3 separate regions of the Gossypium arboreum genome follow, and all the other regions are linked to region 2. Evidence: chromatin contacts called from public Hi-C data. All regions are on one chromosome and are shown on one strand. The core of a region is the stretch at or near the end of the contact, and the rest is flanking DNA. Distances in the headings are between cores, read along the strand shown.

The links. Hi-C and Micro-C count contacts between places; a contact is called where the count stands out from the background.
Region 1: a contact with region 2 is called in a Hi-C map of leaf, with 2.7 times the contacts expected there. The contact joins the promoter of LOC108467137 here to the promoter of LOC108466926 in region 2. A contact is called at or near these places in 2 of 5 Hi-C or Micro-C datasets (both in leaf).
Region 3: a Hi-C map of leaf shows a contact between it and region 2, with 3 times the contacts expected there. The contact joins the promoter of LOC108463187 here to the promoter of LOC108466926 in region 2. A contact is called at or near these places in 2 of 5 Hi-C or Micro-C datasets (both in leaf).

The regions. Positions count from the first base shown.
Region 1 is chr2:102,367,998-102,370,697 of ASM2569848v2, reverse strand. It overlaps LOC108467137 (rac-like GTP-binding protein ARAC3), which reads right to left and starts at 1,347. Exons shown (of 7, transcript XM_017767674.2): 1 at 920-1,347. The coding sequence starts at 1,018.
Region 2 is chr2:101,972,929-101,975,628 of ASM2569848v2, reverse strand. LOC108466926 (E3 ubiquitin-protein ligase UPL3-like) reads right to left here and starts at 1,409. Exons shown (of 19, transcript XM_017767308.2): 1 at 163-1,409. The coding sequence starts at 1,074.
Region 3 is chr2:101,671,729-101,674,428 of ASM2569848v2, reverse strand. LOC108463187 (myb-related protein 308-like) reads left to right here and starts at 1,353. Exons shown (of 2, transcript XM_017763134.2): 1 at 1,353-2,147; 2 at 2,252-2,700. The coding sequence starts at 1,885.

The DNA of each region.
Region 1 (2,700 bases), core at 98-2,597, 400 kb before region 2:
TCATCTTAAAATAATCATAAGAATAAAGCAAGAACTAGGAAATTATGATCATAATTGCATCAATCAACTCTACATGAAGTTAGGTTTACTAAAAGAACAAACTATATTAGACACATTTTCTGGACAAGAGCATGAAGAAGTAACCCTCCAAGGACCCTCCAAATGCATGAAAAACTAGAAAATTTGAACATATACATGCCGGACAGATACTCGTACCCGATTCACACGATTTCCAACTAACATAGATGGCCATAACCCAAGATTCGCAGTAAAGAAAGCACCTATCATGAAATCTCTAAATGAGACTTTCTACCAGCAATAGTTTCAGATTTAGCAATTTTTTTTCTTTCTCCTCCAGCAAAAAAAAGGGGAGTAGCAAGATATAATGTTTCCAGTTTTAACTTTTGACCTTAACTCACTAATTGAAATGAAAACCTACAAGACAAAGAATCTTTATCCTAGATGATGCATCATCAAAACACAAACAGAAGAAATAAGAAGGTATAAACTACAAAAAGGCAATAAATTTTCTGCAAGTTTTTGAAGCAAAAAACCCTAAGAATTTGCTCACTTGAACACAATTTACGAAGAATGATTCTATTATTCAGAAAGATACTATGCCCCAAATTCAAGATTCCAAAGACAAGTACAACCAAATGGGAAAAAGAAACAGAAAAAAAACCCAATAAAGAAAGCAACTTTACCAAAGTTACATTGACCACCAGAAACCAGTGTAGGGTCTGCTTGGTGGCCAAGAAAATAGGGGAAACAAAAAGGGAAAGAAAAAGAAAAGAAAATCCATGAAAATCCAAGTAAAGAAAACGTTAAGGGCCAGCCAAACTTTCTTTTCCATTCCTCATATTTTCTCAGAGACCAAACAAAAAAAAAATGGGTTAGTTTCTTTCTTTTTGGAACTCACAGTAGGGAAAGTATTGCTGGTGTAGGAGATGAGCATGCAAGTCTTGCCGACGGCACCGTCACCAACAGTGACACATTTGATGAACCTTGATGCACTCATTTTGCACCCGCCGGCAAAAGTGAAAGTAATTTCAGAGATGTTCCTCTCCCTCCGCCGCCCCCCCCAAGGTTATCTCTTGCTTCAATTATTGTCCAAAACAATAGGAAAAAAACAAACCCAAAAACACTGAAATGAAGATGAAGATGAAGATGAAGAAAGAAGAAGAAGAAGAAGAAGAAGAAGAAGACGAAGTACTAAGTAAAACTGGAAGACATCAAAGACATTGTCCGAAAGAAAGAGAGAGAATCATTAGGGAAAGAAAAGACAGCTCTTGGACAGCTATCTGCTTACATTACAACAATATATTTTCCATAAATAATTTAGTTATTTTATTTTATTTTATTTTATTATTATACCTAAAAAGTTCATTGAAGGGCTTATTGAGTTATTTCAAGTAGGACATATTTATTTGGTTTTTAATAATAATGTACTTTTAATGATTCGATAAGAATGATTGAATGATAGAAAATGCAATTAAAAGGAAATTAACAGTGAAATAAGAAAGTTCTGATTTTTTAAGTATAAATATCTGAAAATGGGAACAAGTATCAATCTTTTCTTTTAATTTGAAAAAGTATTAGTTGTCCAAAATTATGATTTTAATTTTAATTTCTATCTTTAAATTTTAAAATAATTTTGATATTTTATATGTTGTCATTTGTAATTACTTCTTCTAATAATATTATCTTCAAAAATTAAATATTTGTATCATATCAACCAAATATTTTCATTAGCTTAATTGCTAATATAAGTGCTATCTATCAATTTGTATTTAATGAAATGCGTTTTTTAAAACAGGTGACGTTTACTAGTCGTGTTAACAACTTGAATTTAGTGTTGGAAAAAAAACATGTCATTTTCTTTTAATACGATATATATAAATTGTTCATGTAATAAATATACACATATACTTGTAATTTGGGCTAATTTAGAATAATATGCCCCCTTTTTTTATTTAAACAGGCTTTTAGGCCATTTTTTAAAATTAGAGAAATAGACCATGTTTTAAGAGAGTTGGACGCACCTTTTTTGAACGTTGGCAACGGTAAAAATTTTTAAAGACCCCAACGATAATTTTGTTTTCTATAAATATCAGGCCATTTTTCATTCTTTTCACTCAAATTCAACTCTCTCAATTCTCTCAATTTTTTCAAGTTTTATTCTAAATTTTTCAATATGCTTGTTTAAAAATATTATAGTTTTTATATCATTCATTTTGATTAAATTTTTACGAATGACAACCTCTCTGCTTCGTTTCAACGACAAGCACATTTTCATCGCTCAAGCGACAATTGTAAAACAAAAATTTAAATTTCACTGTTTTCAATTACGTTAAATTTAAAGTTTTTTTATTTTTTAAATTAATTTATTTTGTCGATGTAAATAGTCGAATGATCATGTTTTGGAGGGGTTTATACATAACTTGTCAAAAAGCCTAGATGCCGAAATTCGTGGTTACTTGCAAGATGCAAGATTCTTACATGTGCCTCGTATACTTGTAGGCTACAAACTTGATCCTACACTTATCAGCGCATTGGTGGAAAGATGGAGGCCCGAGACACAATTTTCACCTACCATACAGTGAGTGTACAATCACATTGAAGGACGTAGCTTTACAACTCAGTTTATTAGTGGATGGGCCAATCGTCACGGGGTCAGCAGTCATTCCTAATAAAGAGGAC
Region 2 (2,700 bases), core at 160-2,659:
AGAGAAATGCTCAAACATCTCAAATTTATCTCCATCTATGTCAACTGGACCCAATTTCTAGTAGAATGAGATTGTCACACTCTAGTTTATAATGAAATACAAGAAATAGCGAGCGATACTCTAATAATAAATTATTTTGAAAGTAACCAAATAAAAACCAACCTGTTCAGCCAAGTCCATATACTCTATAGTGAGCAACCTGGCACAAAAACACGAAACAGCACCATAATGCACCACAGCAGCACATGAAGAAGGCAAAACATCACACAAATGGGTCAGCGCCCTTGCTGCAAGAAGCATAATATCAGGATTACTCTCATGATTAAGCAATCCAACGAGCACGGGAACAAATGAATCCACAGAAAACGTGCTCAAGGACTCCTCAGTCCCAATTGAAAGCATCTCGCAGAGCTGCGTCAACGCCTCCACTTGCTTCCCTTCCTCTCCATCAGCACGCAACCCAGACAGAATCTTCTTCAACCTCCCGCTCTGATGGGATGAAGATGCAGAACCCATAGCCGATGACGGCAGCAAATCATCAAGCCCGGCACCAAGCTTCCTCAACAAGCCTTGTAACGCGCTGCTTGCTGACGTCAGATTCTGGTGTAAAATCCCTACACCGCCTTCGCTATCATTATCATCGTCATCGCCTCCAGAGGTATCCATAATTAACCCTAAATTCCTCTCAGGGTTGTTAGAATTGTTGTCTCTATTTGCCCTATCCCTATCCCTATCCCTATCCCTATCTCTATCTCTATCGCGAGCACTTGGATCACGTTCCTTTTCTTTGCCCCTATCGGAGGCGAGATTTGGACTGTCACTTGTCGTGGTCTGATTAGCTTTGCTCGGACGGCGATCGCGGCGGGAACCAGAGGAAGATTCGGTTGTGGTGGAGTCCATTAAAGCAGCGGCAGCGCGGGAAGTGCGAGAGCGAGGCGTTGTGGTAGTTACAGCGGTGGGGGATGGGGAAGAAGAGAGACGAGCGCGTTTGTGAGAACGAGTGGTAGGACCAGAGGGGGAAGATGAAGGGGCAGCTGAGGAGGCCTCCGCCCGCTTCCGGCTCCGAGTTTCCATACAAAGGGGACCACCGCCCCTGGTAATCAGACAGCCACCGCTACAAAGATCAGACGATTCCTGATCCAATTGTTCGTTGCATCTCAACACCTGATCGAAAACCCTAGAAATAAAATTAGAAGTAATTCACAATTAAAATAAAAGTGAAAAGCTATAATCAACAATCAGGGAAATGAGGCCTTAATCTTAGTTTGGATGATAAATTGGGGGTGAATTTGTGAGGTAGTGGGGTGGAGGTTAAAGGCAAAGAAACCTGAAACCCTCAAGTGAAGAAGGAATAAAGAGGAGGCTTTTTAGATTTTTATTTATTTATACATATTATAATATGCATTTGCAATGACTTTTCGTAAAGAAACATTAGGATTAAAATTAGGGTAAACGTATTATTAAATTATTAATAAATTTATATTTTAATTATTTAATTTTAAAAATAATAAAATAATTATTAAATTATTTAAAATTTTATTTAAATTGTTAAATTATTAAAATTACAATTATATAGTTTTTTGTTGCATTCGAATCTAAATAGTTTTTTTAATCTCGATATTGATTGTTAGATCGATTTAGATTTAAGATATATTGTTCGTTTATCAATGGGTATTGATTTACCATATCAATAATCAAATAATCATTGAAAGCTTAATGTTAGACTTTTTAAAAATAAAAATCTAGCAATTTAAATGAAATTTTTAAATAATTTAGTGAATATTTTGTAATTTTTAGAATTAAATAATTAAAATATAAACTTATTAATAATTTAATGATATTAATTATAATTTATCTTTGAAAAAAAAAGAAAAGAGATGTATACTCTTTTTAGATAAAAATAAAGAATATAATAGCTTCCACGAGGTGAATTCTTCTCCGCTTGGAGCGTCTCAATCGGGTTACTTTAGATATTTGTTTTATTTTTTCTTTTAAGCTCACTCTATATTAGCATTTAAATCCCTTTTTTTAATTTTGAATTGCGTATATTATGCCCTTTTTAACCTTTTTTCACTTTTTATTTATTTATATAATTTATATCTATACTCAATTATATATAGAAAAAATCTATAGAAATATTTTTATTTTATTATTGAATTTTAACTATTAAATCATATTTTATTAAAACTAAAAATACATTTCATATTTCTCTTTTACTCTTTTCAAATGATAATTTCCTTTTATTTCACGTTACGGATTTTGAATGTTTTACTGTAAAGAATATTTTGAATTCTTATGAAATGGTGTTGAGACAGATCATTAATTTTTATAAGTCGGGCATTATGTTTAGCTCTAACACTAAGCTTTCAGTTCAAAATTCTATTATGTCAGCTTTAGGAGTGTGCAATCTAATTTACCATGGGCCATATCTTAGTCTTCCATCTCTGATTGGGCACAACAAAAGGCAAGTCTTTTCTTTTATAATATAACACTTAAGCAAGAAAGCTCTCTGTAGAAAAATAAGTAACGATCATAACAAGATAAAGAGGTAGTTCTCAAAATTGTAGCTCTGTCGATTCATGTTTATTGTATGAGTGTTTTTGTTACCTTTGAGAATGTGTAATGAGCTATAGATGATGATGAACTCTTTCTGATGGGGTTCTAGTGGTAACAATCTAAAAGGCATTTGATGGCAGCGTG
Region 3 (2,700 bases), core at 104-2,603, 300 kb after region 2:
GCGTGTAGGTAAATGTTTTGATCCATCATTTTTTAGCCCATTCTTAATTTTCTTTTTTCCCCTTATGATGTAAAATTCAATTTGTTGTTTGTTCAAATGTTGAGAAACAAAACAAAATGGATAAGCATAGGTGGGTTTTTAGTTAAAAATAAAGATAATAAAAGTAGAAAAAAATAAAAATCTTAAATGGTGACCCTGTCTGTCCCCCCCTCCCCCATCCCCGTATAGTTGAACAACAAATAAGGCCAGGTATTGGACTAGTTGCAAGGACAGTCAGAAAGGTGAAAAAAGTAGGTGAAATCTCCCCCTCTCCCCCAGTCCTAAAAACAACTTGTTCTCATCATCCTTACCTCTTACCATCCACTTGAATTTCATGATGAGAGAGAGAGAGAGGGGGGGAGAGTTTTGTTATGTGTGGTGGTGGGTGACAAATATCAGTATGCAAATTGGAGAGGGAAAGATAGAAAACAACAAAAAGGGTGAAAAAAAGAATCAACCTTTCCCATCCCTAACCTCACTGCTGCCCATTTGTTGCCTAAACTTAAACCACAAGGTTTGGGGGGAAGAACCAAAAAGAAATAAAAAGGAAAGTGGAAGGTGGAAGGTGAACCAAAGCCCACAAACAAAGACAACCACAACCACACTCATATAATATTAGACTTATTTTAGAGTATTTATCTTTTCCCTATTCTCCCTTTTTCTTTCATCATCATCCTGCCCCTGAACCCCAACCTCCAAGTCTTCTAGAACCACCCCCCTTTTCTCTCTCCTGCATGATGATGGTATACCAATAGAATAAAGATCCACAACTACCACCCTATTTCATGATTTCTTCACTAATATATCCTATCCACCTCTCCATTTCACTAATATAGCAACCTTTTATATATATATATATATATGTTTTCCCACCAACATATAAAAAATACTTCCAGCTTCAAGATTTGATTTTTCTTGTAAACCAAAACTAGTCAACTGGACAACATTTAGTGTCATATATTTACACAAAAATAATTCTGTAATGGAGCTTAATATTATAGTTAAGGTTCTTTAATCTTATAGTATTCAGACTTTTGAGTCATAGCACTCTCTTTCTAATTCTTTTTCAATTACAAAAGAGATCACACCGGTTAATAAAGAAAAAAAATGGTGATAGATAGATATTGAGATTTAAATCCGGAAAACCTTTGGTAAGGATGGATGTTAGTTCCAACAACATGATAAAATATTTAAGTTGAACATGTACTCTGGTACATGTTGTCTAATTTGAGTTGGGGGAAAGATTATGAAAGCTAACTAAATTATTAATCTAAAGTAGTACAGGTTTAGACAAAGGGCCAAAGGTAGGGAAAAAAAACTATTATAGAAAAAGAATGGGGTGGGAGAGAGCAGAGATCACACTTTGTCCTACCCATGCTTTAATACCTTACTTTACACCTACCTAAAGGTTACCTACAGTTAATATATATCCCTTTTAACTTATTATATATGATTGATGCTAATATCATCAAGAGAGAGGCTACCAGCCACTCCCCTCAAACCTGTCTCACCAACTCACATCTAGAAGCTAAAATTAGGGTCACTGCGCTCTTTCTCTTTCTGGTTGTGTGTGTGTGTAATAGTCAAAAGGCTATATAAAAAAGCATCTAAAGTGCTCTCAAAGGGCCGGCCTCAATGTTCCTGCAACACAAAAAACAAGGCCTCCATTTCATTTTCCACCCTTACTACTTCTCCTAGATTCTAAATATAATATATACACACACATATATATGATATCATAGTATATTTTATACTAGTTTGTATAGTATTGAAAAACTGCAAACGTAGGCTACTAGTGCTGCTAGTTTCCACAAGTTGAAAAAGGTTTCTTTGTGTTACTGAATTATGGGAAGGTCTCCTTGTTGTGAGAAAGCTCATACGAACAAAGGTGCGTGGACTAAAGAAGAAGATGATCGCCTCATAGCTTACATCCGAGCCCATGGTGAAGGTTGCTGGCGTTCACTCCCTAAAGCTGCTGGCCTTCTCCGCTGTGGCAAAAGTTGTAGACTTCGTTGGATCAATTACTTAAGACCTGATCTTAAACGTGGCAATTTCACTGAAGAAGAAGATGAGCTCATTATCAAGCTGCACAGCCTTCTTGGTAACAAGTAAGTGTTGTATATATATAGATAGATGATATATTCAACTTTGTTAGTGTGTGGTGCTTGAAATTTTGATTGGTTTTTTATGGGGGATTCCTTGAATTTTATAGGTGGTCTCTTATAGCGGGGAGATTACCAGGAAGAACAGATAATGAGATAAAGAATTACTGGAACACGCATATAAGAAGGAAGCTATTGAGCAGAGGTATTGATCCAGCAACTCACAGACCACTCAATGAGGCTTCTCAGGATGTAACAACAATATCTTTCAGTGGTGCCAAAGAAGAGAAAGAGAAGATTAATACTAACAGCAATAATAACCCTATTGGATTTATCACCAAAGCTGAAAAGAGAATCCCAGTTCAAGAAAGGTGTCCGGACTTGAATTTGGACCTCAGAATTAGCCCTCCTTATTACCAGCAAACCCAACCAGAGTCATTCAAAACTGGAGGAAGAACTCTTTGTTTTATTTGCAGCTTGGGAGTTAAAAACAGCAAAGATTGCACTTGCAGCACCATTACTACTGCTGCTGGTAGCAGCAGCAGTAGCAGTAGCCACA